Linked DNA regions of Mus musculus: region 2 is linked to region 1. Evidence: chromatin contacts called from public capture Hi-C data. All regions are on one chromosome and are shown on one strand. The core of a region is the stretch at or near the end of the contact, and the rest is flanking DNA. Distances in the headings are between cores, read along the strand shown.

Region 1 (6,066 bases), core at 2,355-4,854:
CTTATAGACAAAGTAGCCTGGGTGGAGAGGAAAGGCCCCTTGCCTAAAACCCCTTCCACAGGGAGGGATGTTAGTCCAGAGAGTGGTAAAGAGGAGCCAGCAGAAGTCGGTGAAGTCCAGGGGGAGGTGCTGGCCCCACGCCAGGAGGGCCAAGCTTTGGGTATAAAGTGAATAAACTCAGCCCCAAGTGGGGCCGGAGGAGTTTCCTGTTGCAGTTCACATGGAGAGTCCCACATGCAGAGCACTGTGCAGCTTGGTAGGCCACACCATGAGGCCACTGGCAGTCACAGCCTTGGAGCCGGTATTTAGCCAGCTGAAACAGCAGAAGACAACCCCTTTGTCACCCACAAATAGAGGGACCTGAGTGTGGCTGCAGGCATCTGATGTGTACTTGGGAGGTAGAAACAGGAGGATCAAGAGTTCAGAGCCATCTTCAATTATACAGTGAGTTTGAGGGCTCCCTGAGCCACTGGGATCCTGTCTCAGCACAACACAAACGGGTCCTGGAGAAAGGACTCTGAGCATTTACTGTGTGTGCAGAGGACCTGAATTTGGTTTCCAGCATCCATGCAGGGTGGCTCACAACTGCCTACAACTCCACCTTCAGGGGATCTGACTCCCTTTCATGGTCACTGTGGGCATCTGTACACAAACATACACACAGCCATGCAAACATACACATAAATAAAGTGTATGTATATATATGTGTGTGTATATATATATATATATATACACTTTAAATACACATAAAGTATGTATATGTGTGTGTGTATATATATTTAAAGATTTATACATAAGTACACTGTAGCTGTCTTCAGATACACCAGAAGAGGGCATCAGATCTCATTATGGGTGGTTGTGAGTCACCATGTGGTTGCTGGGATTTGAACTCAGGACCTTCAGAAGATCAGTCAGTGCTTTTACCTGCTGAGCCATTTCTCCAGCCCTAAAAGTATATTTTTTAGAAATACTTTTCTGGCCAGGCATGGTGGCACACGCCTCTTTAATCCCAGCACTCGGGAGGCAGAAGCAGGCGAATTTCTGAGTTCAAGGACAACCTGGTCTACAAAGTGAGTTCAGGGCTACACAGAGAAACCCTGTCTTGAAAAACCAAAAAAAAAAAAAAAACAACAACAACAACAAAAAACCTTTTCTGTCTGGTGGCAGCCGTCAGGCAAGCCCTGGTATGCACATACAAGTACAGACTACAGAGCAGTGGTTCTCAATCTCTCAATCGTGGGTTGTAACCCCTTTGGGCCTTTCACAGAGATCAGATATCTTGCATATTAGATATTTAGATTACAGATCCACCACAGTAGCAAAATTACAGTTATGAAGAAGCAATGAAAATAATTTTATAGGTGGGTCACCATAACATGAGGAACTGCATTAGAGGGTTTCAGGGCGAGGAAGGGGGAGGACCAGTGCTATAGAGGTGACCTGACATCCTGGCATGATGCACTTTCTTCAGGGCCCACTGCTAGCCGTATCACCAATGCCCTGTGTTCCACCGGGCATTAGCTTCACGAGGCTAAGCAAAACTACATTAGATGCAGGACTTTGTGTTCACAGTGGAGGCTGCGAACACCCAATTCCTTAGAGTGCAACTTAGAGTAAACCTATCCATCATAGGCTTAACCAGCTAAAGATGGCCTGGTCCTCAGTACTGTGTGGAGAGAGCTGGACTCCATTGTGAATTCTGAGCATCCTGAATTCTTACGGGGCTGAAGGCTTCATACAGGTTCTTTGAGGTTCTCCTCACAGACCCACTACTTCATAAGTTACCAGAACAAATCCTGGCACTCACTGGATCACCGAACCAGTGCATAAGCACCAAGAGATGCCTGGACTGCCGTCTGCTGGCCACAGGAGCTCTGGTCTCTGAAAGGGAAACCAAGTTCTGACATGCTTTGAGTGTTTCTCACCACACACTTGGAGAGCCTGGAGCACTCTCCAGCTCCATTAGTGATGATATAAAGAATGTTCATAAAATCTATACTAGTAAATGATTTAGGACGGTCATGCATGCGCGTACGCACACCCACACACACCCACACACCAATGGAAACAAAACCAAACAACAAAAGAAGGGAGAGTTGACAGGTGTCAGGATGCCCTTAGGGGCACATGGCTGACCCCAGTACTCAGTTACTAAAACCCAAGAAGATGCCTCACCCGCCTCTGAGCCCATCACAGAGGTAGGGTATTTGGGGGCCTCAGTTCTGTACCCACCTGTCAAAAAGTACTGCCTACCTCCCTTGCTCTTCCATGACAACTAAACTGTGTCCCCCCAGCCTTCCCCACTCCCACCATACCCACCCCCCACCAAACCTAGGCCCCCAACTATACCTACCCCTCCATACCTAGGCCCCACCATATCTTGCCTCCCCAACCATACCTACCCTCCAAATCATACCTACCCCCCACAAAGTGGGTCAGAACCTCAAGATTCTCACATCTAAAGCAGGTAAGAAGAGGTAGATGGCTCAGGAGAAAAAACAAAACCATTCCACATGGAGGTGTCAGGACCAGAGGGAGGCCATGAGTTTGTGTGCCCTCAGATGGGTTAGCAGGAGACCTTAACTCTCTTCCTCTGGCACCTGCAGCCTTTGGTAGCTCTCATTTGCTCCCTTGCTCCCTGTGTAGTACACAGGCTATGTGACCACACACAGTGACTGACAGTTGGACCAGGCTGGATTTAGCACTTTGTAGGCAAACCAGTCAAGGAGTGTGGATGAGGGAAAGGAGACTTTCAGACCAACCTGAGAACCTAGTCATGCCCAGGGCCCAGTACCAGTTCTAGGAGGCACCCTTTTTCCTGTCTCAGGGGACGGGGAGAGGAATAGAGGGCTGAGAAATTCAGAGTCAGCAGCTTATTATAATACGGGAAAGGGCGAGACGAGGAAGGGAGAGGAACTTCCTGCCTGGTCAGGTCAAACTCCAAGTTCCCTGAGCGGCTAGCTTAAGACTCAGCCCCAGCACCCAACACCATCCCCAGCCCCTAGGAAGTAGAATTGGCTGTGTATTGGCCTTTGGATTATCCTAGCAGCCCATAACGTAGCTGGTGAGGAAACTGAGGCATACAAGAGACGGACGGTCCTCAGCGTGTCCCCAGACATAGTGCATCTGCAAGGCTGTGTTTGAAGCGTCTCTGAGCACTGCTCCCTTGGATAGCTTCTTCTGGAGAGACCGTGTGTGTGTGTGTGTGTGTGTGTGTGTGTGTGTGTGTGTGTGTGTGCGCGCGCGTGCGTGTGCGCGCGTGCTATCTGGCTCCAGCAAGGAGCCCAGCTTAGCCTCGGGAGAGAGCAAAGCTTCCTAAGACAGACTCAGACCAGGACAGAGTCAGCCCCACCCGGAGCCCCCTTTCAGAAGTTAGGCTTCCAAGAAGGAACACCCAAATTGTCCAGTTGCTGCAGAGCCCCAGCCTCCGGGGGCAGGGGCCTCCAGGAGAGTCTGTAAATGGTTTCCTCACAATCACCCTTCTCAGGACGGTGGGGGCATCCACTACTCAGCCGGAATTTGACTCTCATGGCATAGAGCCCGGTCTCCGTGGCAGCGGAGGATTTATTACCAGGCCTCCGCCCAGCATGCTGGACTTTCGACTCCAAGCTGGAGTAAAGAGAACCAAACTCAGTTCCAGGAGTAAGGGGAGCCTGAGGATGGTGAGTGAGGGGCTGTGCCGGAAGGAGGTGGGAAGGGCCCCCGCTGAAGCCCCCTCTTGACTGTTCTTTCTCTGCTACAGGCCAAGTTCCTTTCCCAGGACCAAATTAATGGTAGGTTGGGTTTGTTCTTTAATTAGTAATTCGCCACAAAATGTGTGTCTCATTAGGCAATTTGCTTTGCTGGGTTTTGTTGGTAGGAAGGAAGGCCCCGAGGGGTGGACAGCTGGCCCACCCACAGGCTTGGGGCCAGGTGCTGTGGGGCAGCTGGTTATCTGTTTGGGGGTGGCCCTGAAGACCGACTAACTGACTTCCAGGGCTTGTTATATGTCAGTGTGACTTTCAAGCTGGGTCATAAAAGTGAGCTTGCTTAGTGCTCCAGAGAGCCTGGAAACGGGTCTGGGTGGGAGGCTGGTCATGGAGAAAGGTCACTAACATAGTAATTGAACCAGAGATGGGGGATGGGGCTTTGTAGTCAGTGTAGACAGGCAACAGAACTCAGGGTTACACGCTGGGGCAGGATATTTCTTTATGGACCTTAGACTGTAAAATGAGGGGCTCAGCTGGCACCTCCTGCCTAGTTCAGTGTGGGCACCTTGTTCTTGGGCTTCCCACAGAGCAGAGTTCTGTTTCCCCAAGAGCAGAAAGGCAGAATTAAGTTACACAGGACCTGGCAAACACCTGGCCAGGGATCTGGTGGCTGAGTTTCTGGCAGAGAGGCCAGAGTGCAGCACAGGCCCTTTACGGGATAACTCTCTTTTCCCTGAGGCTGAGCCCCTACACCTGCCCCAACATAGGAGGGAAACAGCCTTGGTAACCCCCTTCTCATTGCCGCTGACATGACACCTTGTCGGTGAGCTAGAACTGCAGGTACACAGGGACACGGAGCTCTGGTGCAGGACACTGTCCAGCAGGCCACAGGGGTGGCTTCTGGTTACCCCAGCAAGGATCTATCCCAGAGATGTAAATGACTAGAGTACAGTCTAGAGCAGGGAGTGACAGCGATGTGTGCCTATTGGTCCTACTCTTAGATTCCTCAACTCCCTATCCCCAAACTAAGGCCCAGAACAGAGGGGACAGTGAGGAGACTCTGCTACACAGAGCCTAGCCCACAGTTAGGGGCCAGGGGCTGGCGGACAATCCACTATGGGAGAATTTGTACTGCTCTTGCAGAAGACCTAAGTTTGGTTCCCAGTACATATACAAGAACTGATCACCATCACCTGTAACTCCATCTCCCAGGGCAAAGGAAACCTTTGGCCTCCTGGGGCACCTGTATGCGTGCATGTGCACACAATGGAAAGTAAAGTCTTTGAAGGGGGGACCTAAGCTAGAGGCCACCTGTCAGCCTCACCAGTCCCCCTACTCTGTCTGGACAACGGACTCACTGCCCCCTCGCTCCCATGGCTTTTGAAACAACTAGAAAGGAAGAAGGCGAATTCTCTTTGTATCCCAGTGTCTAACACCAAGAAGGTGGCCATGAGTGTTTAGAGTTGGAAGCCTGGACAGGGTTGGGCGAGGAATGGGGCTTTGGAAGCTCCCAGGCCAGTCACCTTTGAGTCTCAGTTTTCTTGTCTGAGAAGAGGGTCAACGATGCATCCTGATGTGTTTACCTCACTTCTACTTTACTTCAGCAAGAGTCCTTTCTCTGTGCTAACCCTGCCCTGTGCCAGCCCTTCCCCAGGTGTTAAAAACTGAGCAGGGGGCCGGAAGGTACCCCCCATTCTTGGGGTCACAATCAAGGAGAGTGAAAGACAGAATGGACAGCAGTGAATGAGGGGTGGGGCCACACTGAGAGGACTGGAGGGGTGTGTGTGTGTGTGTGTGTGTGTGTGTGTGTGTGTGTGTGAAGGAGACTGAGGATCGGGGTCCTCAGGCAAGCCAGGTATTCTGGGGATCTTGTTATCTTGGTCTAGCATAGTGAGAAAAGACTGCAGGTACTGAGGGCCCACCAAGCACTGTGATGCAGGACAGTGTCCAGCAGGCTCCAGAGGTGGCTTCTGGTGACCCAGGAAGGGATCCCAGCGTTGTAAAGGACCAGAGCTTGGACAGATGGCGGAGGGGAGGGAGAAGGCGGAAGGGGGGTTGGAGGCGGCAGCTGGAGAGATGGCTCAGCAGTTAAGAGCACCTGAGAGAGGGAGATAGGTTCCCTGCAGTCACGCTGGGTGACTCAACACCACCTGGAATTCCAGCTCCAGGGAATCTGGCTCTGCAGGTTTGAAGAGATGGATGGGGGCTGGAGAGATAAAGGCACCTGCCCCCAAGCCGGGGGCGGGGGGGTTCCTCCCAGCCCAGCACATGGTGGAAAGAACCATCTCCCCCACAAGATACTCTCTGACTCCCACACATATATACACTAAAAAAAAAACAAAATAAACAGTGATCTGGAGAGATGGCTCAGCTACAG
Region 2 (6,083 bases), core at 2,309-4,808, 1.2 Mb after region 1:
TCAGGTCTCCCTCAACTTCTCCGCTGTTAAGCAGGGCCAACTCAAAGGGCAAAGATAGGAACTTAGTGGGTCCTAAAGCCTCCAGCTTTTCACCCCTCCTTTTCCGGTCCACCCACCTGCGCAAGCCCTCTTTAGGTCCACCCCCTCCTCTGAGGCTGCTCCAGGTTAAAGGCAAGGCACTCCCCGAGGTGATCCAGTTACATGCACGCCCACAGCCCTACTGGTGGCTCAGACCACTGACCTAGCCCCACCCCCTTACCTCCTTCTCCTTTCTTCCCACCTCCGAGGAAGATTTCTTGACAGTATGACTCCGACTCTGTTCCCTCCCCACCACACACAGAGTACCTGGTACTGAGTGATGCTTAACAAACTGGCTAGTACTGTGACTTGGTGACAGACAAATAATTCACTAGGGCCTTATTAGAAGAGTGTAGTAGGTCCCACCATCGATCTCCCAAACAAAAATACAAGGGAGGCAATACAACCACAAATAAGAGTCCTCCTCCCCAGAGAAAGAGGTAGCAGTTTACAACAGGGGAAGCTGTCAATGAGCCTCCAGGCACAGAAAGCCCAGCGCAGACACAGGCCAAGGTCTACCCAGAGTGTCTACACTGTACCTGGAGAGACCATGAGGGAAGTACATCAGGAGCCAAAATAATAGGAGGGAAACTTCCTTTCTCGTCACTAGGCCCTCCTCTATACAGGGGAGAAGTCAGGCTTCCGATGCTGCCAGCCCACACTGAGGAGACCCAAGAGCTGACCAGAGCCAACAGCCAGCCTGTAACTGCCTGTTCCATTTTCTCCTGCAAATGCAACGCCATTGGATGCATTCACCTACACCTACAGCGAGTGTTCCTCGTGGTACAGAAAGTGTGTGTGTGTGTGTGTGTGTGTGTGTGTGTGTGTGTGTACACTTTCTGGCCTGTCAGGGCCTTTCAGCTCTCCTCACCTCTGCTCCTGCACCTGAGCCTGCCTAGCTAAGCAAGGCTAAGTTAAGGTAGGGTGTGTGCAGAAGATCCCAGGAGAACAAAGGGGCCAGTTCTCAGGGTAACAAAAGAGCTAGCAGCCTCTGACTCCCAGATGCCTCAGGTCCCTCAGAGGTAAGCTAAAGGCCAGAATTAAGAGCCTTGACGATGGAAGAGCCTGGCATTCCATCCCAAAGGATGTTGCAAACAAGAGGGTTTGCCCTGCAGAGTCTGGGCTAAAACTACAGAAAGGGACAAAGTCAAACATCTTTGCAAACACTTCTGACGTTAGGCGTGATTTCCCTACTGACAGCTTCACAGCCATACCTACCTGGGTGGGGAAGAGCAGATCAGGGGTATAGGATATGCTTACAAATGCTAAAAGCTATGTACCGACTGAGGTGAGTCCCCAAAGGAGAGGTGGCATTTCCACCTTTAGCCTCTCCATGGCTTACTATCCCGTTTCACAGAGCTGCAATCTTTAAATCCCAGAGGCTGCATATGGAAACCCGAACGTGTCCCTTTCTCACTTCGCCGGCGCCACAAAATAAAGTTACCATCTGAAACTGCAGACATCTAGCCCTCAACTTTCCTCAATCCCCTGCAGGCTCCCAGTACCGGGGGAGGGGGGCGGTCGGGAGGGGGGGAGCATCCCTAGTGTATCCAACAAAGAGATTGGGAAAGGGAAAGGGAACAGGACGGTAGAGTCGGAGGTCGAGGCGACCCTGCGCACGCTCACCTGGCCCGCAGAGCCGGCTGAAGTGGTAGGGGTTGCAACACACCGTGGGCCCGTCGGCGGCGGCGGTAAAGCTGTGGCAGCCGCACAGGGGTTTCAGCTCCACTGCGTGCTGCAGGTCTGGCCAGCGGAAGAGGCGGCCGAGCAGCAGCTGCGGTGGCGCGGGCTGGCCGCCCAAGCGGAGGTCGGCGCGCGGCACCAGCACGCAGCCGCCCGGTACGCCGCCTCGGGACTCCACAGCCTCCAACAGCGTGTCCAGCGAACGCTCCTTGAGCCTCTTGAGCAGCGAGTACGTGACCGTCTTGAGCTCCTGCTCCAGAAGCAGCAGTCGCGAGCGGGCTTCGCGACTCCGAGGCCCGCCGCCCTCCTCCGGCTCCGGGGACTGTCTGGCTTGGGGATCGCCAGAGTCCCGGGGCGCGCCTGCTGCGTCCCGTTCGGAGAAGAGACAGCAGGTCACCGTCTCGCAGTCACTCTCAGGCAGCCAGCCTGGGCCTCCAGGCTCCGCCACATCCAGCGGGGAGCCCCCAGCCCCGGCCCCCGACTCCGACACGGGCCTCGGGAGGCCCCCTGTGCGCCGGCGCCTGCCCGCGATCGCGGCGCCTCGCGGTCCCACCGCGTCCCGGGGCCGCCGCGGGGCTACCGAGCGGACTTCGGAGCGGCTGCAGCCTCCGCCCTCTCGTGCCCGCGGGGCAGGCTCAGCTCGGCTGCCCAGGCTCCCATCCTCGTCGACACCACCGCCGCCGCCGCTGCCTTCCTCCCGATCAGGGACCACACGACTTCGCCAAAGTCGCCGCACCAGCCCCGAACGTTTAGACCTGAACATACGATACCCTTTGGCGCCTGGGGTGGTGGGAGGGGAGGCGGTCTCCGGTTACCGGGGGTCCGTTCCCTCAACGAGGCGCCGGCTGAGCGGGCCGCAGCCCCACATGAAGCTCTGCCGCGGGGCGCCGTGCAGACCGCGCACAGCCTGTCGTCGAAGGGGCACCGCAGGGCTGCAACATGAGGGAGCTCGCGCCGGGCCAAGCCGGGCCGGGCCGGGCCGGGAACACGCGCGTGTTGAGCCTCAGTCCGCGAGGGACCAGCGGGCTACATGGATCACGATGGGCCGGGACCGCTCAACTCCAGCTGCTTTGGAGCCTTAGGGAAGCCACCAGCGAAACGATGCTAGAGACACCCTGCATGGGCCGGCGAGCCTTCAAAAGTTGCGCGGCTGGTACACGAGCACAAAGCGCTTGCGTCGTGCCCCCAAATGTGTCTGCACAACTCTGCCTTCAAAAGCCAAGCTATGCTACATGGGCTTTCCCTGCAGGATCCGAAACTAAGGCTTGTGGATAACTCCCATATCCCTGCAACAAAATAAAAATAGAAATAAAAGCAAAGCAAGAAAAAGGTCCCAAACAAAACTCAAAATGCTTGGATTTTGCACGCACGAAAAGCAATTCCGTCTCAGGTCCCGGGCGCTCGGTGCACTTGGGGCAAGTCTCTCCTGAACGCGGGTGTCAACACATGAGTGGAAGCCGGAAAAAAAAAATCCCAAAGAGCTGCTAGGAATCCTTAATTAAAAATGCAATCCACCGAAGCAGAGGTCGCAGCCCGCCCCACGCTGCGCTGGGTCGCTTCGGGCGCCGCGGCTGCCGAGGTCGCCCCCCCCCCCCTTCACCAAAGTGCCTCCTGGTGGCCCCGCGGTCCCAGCGAGGTTTGGCGAGGCAGCGCCCGGCGGCTCTTTCTCTGGACTCAGCTCCCTCGCTCGTTCCCCCTCTCGGCGCTCTCTCTCTTTTTTGTTCTCCTCAAACGCACACTGAGGGCCCCCGGAGGAGCGCCGCGGAGTCATTGGCTGCCTCCCATCATATGCCAGTCTAGACACTTTGGCGGCTCCGCGGCGCTGATTGTTGCGCAAACAAGGTTTCAAGTTTCTTAACTCTTAAAGGAGAACACGTCCCATTGCTGAGCCCGAGGCTCCGAGGGGGCTGGTTCCCGGGGCGGGCCGAACGCGGGCCCCCGCCCCTCGCCCGCCCCAGCACCCCCGCCCCGAGGCTGACAGTGCCCGCGACTCACTCTCAAGCTCACGTCGTGCCTTGGGCACGGATACCAGCCGTCCCGCACACGCGCTAACAAACACTCACACCCTGATGCCCAGCTCTGCTGGGTGAACCCACCGCGACCCGGACTCCGAGGCGGCCCTTTGCCTCTCTCTGGCTTGTGCCCAAACTTGCAAACGCGCATAGCACTTTAGAGTCAGTCCAAACCCCCAGCCTCAGCGCGGGCTAATAAAAATGGGCGTGTGTGTGCGCCTTCCTGCCCTCCGTCTCTGGGGAGTTGGGGGGCGGCGGCGAAGTTGGGATAGCGGGTTTCTTCCGTGTCCTATGAAGGCTCCACGCACCCCCTGCCCAAAATTAGGGGTCTCTCCGCCTAGGCTACACTGGGGGGCGGGTGATCGAGGGAGCTCCAGGATAGCCCGAGGTGGGGACTTGGACAGGGTGGGGTAGAGGCAGGAGTGCTCTTGGATGGCTCCTCCTGGTCGCCCCGGCTCTCCCTCCTGGCGTCCTAGGCTCCTCTCAAGGCCAGGCGCTTTCTTCTCCCTTCGAGGATTTACCTTATGCCCCTTCGAGAGTGATAGAGGGGCGTGCTTTCCCCAGTTATGTTTCACTATAAAAACGGGGGCAAGTTGGGGACAGACTTGGGGACCCGGCATGGGAAGGGTTAAGGCCGCTCCTGCCCTGGAGCCGGCGCGGCGGGGTACCTCCTCGGGCGTGCTTGCTAGTCCGAGGGTGGCAAAAGTTCAAGCTTGTAAAGTCAGGATTGGCCCCGCGCGGAGGGGAAAAAAGGCCTGGTTCCCCCTCCCCCTCCCGGGCGTGGCGCCGATTGGCCCAGCCGCAGGGCCGGCCCCGCCCTCCCCTGGCGCGCCGCGGCCCCACCCCCGGCGCAGCACCACGCCCCTTTCCGGGCAGGAGCGGGGCCCCGAGCTCAATGAAAGAAATTCCGCTACTCTCATTGGCCTGGGGCTTGACGCCGCACCCCGCGGGAGGCGGAGTGGGGAGGATGGGGCGCGGACTTGTGATCCCCTTTAGGATACCTGTGCTCTGGACTGCTGTAGCGAAGGTGGTGTGCAAGTCCAGGAACGGGTCTGGAAGTGCGCTGGGGGAAGGGTCGTGTGTGTAGGAAAGATACAGACTACTTCCCTGAGTCTTACCTGGAGCCAGGTACTCCAGTGCTGCAGGGCCGATTGTCACACCCACCCTTCACTATTTTGGCCAAGGTGAATATGAGTAGCTGTCCTGGCCTTGGTTTCTCAAGATTCTAGGAAATCCTTACTAATAAGTGCATACATCAAAAGTGGGCAAGAAGCGCCCACACAAACTTGTCTTTTAGCTTCCGTTCATCCCTGAAGAAGTTGATGATCCTAAAACGCAAAGAGAGCCTACAGGATTGTGCACACCCATGAGTACAGCACTTGGGAGGTAGAGGAAAGAGAATCAGGAGTTCAGTGCTCTCCTGGGCTACACAGAGACCTGGAAGCCAGCCTGGGCCTGCGTAAGACCCTGTCTCCGAAAGTCTCCCAAAATAAAATAATAAATACAAAGAGAAGCCAATTATGTTCTCTCTTACGAAGATTTTGTTGCCTTGCCTCTGGGTTACAATAAGAGCAGATGCTTTGAGCTCTTTACCATGGTAGCAGAAGTTTCAAGCCTAAACAGCTAATGGGTTTTATTTTCTCTGTGTACAGATGAGAAACTGAGGCACAGAAACTTGCTCATTTAATTTGAAACCTATTGAGAGCACTAAGACACCAAAACCAGAGAGCTCCAAGTTCTCACCCCCACTCCCCAACAGCAGGGAGAGGCATGTAACTATGTGATGTCACAACATCGCTTTTAGGTGTGTGGTTTCCCAAATAAGGTGCATGGTACTGCCTCTATTAGACCTGCTGGATGGACATTTCATACGGAGGCCACAACTCCCCACTACAAGACTCTGGAGATGAGGGTAGCTGGCAACCACCATTATATAGAGTGCCAAGGCCTTGGACACAATAGCCTGCACAAGTTTGTCATCCCTGATCGGGTGGGACTTGAACCCAGCTAGAAAGAAGTATGAGTGTCAAAGACACCAAGACTCCTGAAAGAGTTCCCTGCCTGTAGACAATCTGCAAGGCCTCCCTCACAGTAGGGGAGGATCCTTACAGAAGTCTCCCCACATCCCTACTCCTGGTGAGGAGTATGAGTTGAGACTTTCTGTCCCTCCTGCTCCTTACTCTGAGCACAAGCATCTCTCCCTGAGGTATACCAGGCTAGGAGAGACTAAAACAGGACCTTAAGAAGCCTGCTACCTTAAGCTAGGCGCTGGAGAGATGGGATATCACTAAAGTGTTCACCATGACAACC

The links. Capture Hi-C pulls out chosen DNA fragments and counts their contacts.
Region 2: a contact with region 1 is called in a capture Hi-C map of macrophages, with 5 times the contacts expected there. The contact joins the promoter of Smad6 here to the promoter of Calml4 in region 1. A contact is called at or near these places in 1 of 39 promoter capture datasets (cranial neural crest) and 1 of 9 other capture datasets (macrophages).

The regions. Positions count from the first base shown.
Region 1 is chr9:62,854,500-62,860,565 of GRCm38.p6, forward strand. Calml4 (calmodulin-like 4) reads left to right here and starts at 3,605. Exons shown (of 5, transcript NM_138304.2): 1 at 3,605-3,662; 2 at 3,743-3,773. The coding sequence starts at 3,660. It also overlaps the pseudogene Gm10653.
Region 2 is chr9:64,018,501-64,024,583 of GRCm38.p6, forward strand. It overlaps Smad6 (SMAD family member 6), which reads right to left and starts at 3,559. Exons shown (of 4, transcript NM_008542.3): 1 at 1,705-3,559. The coding sequence starts at 2,524.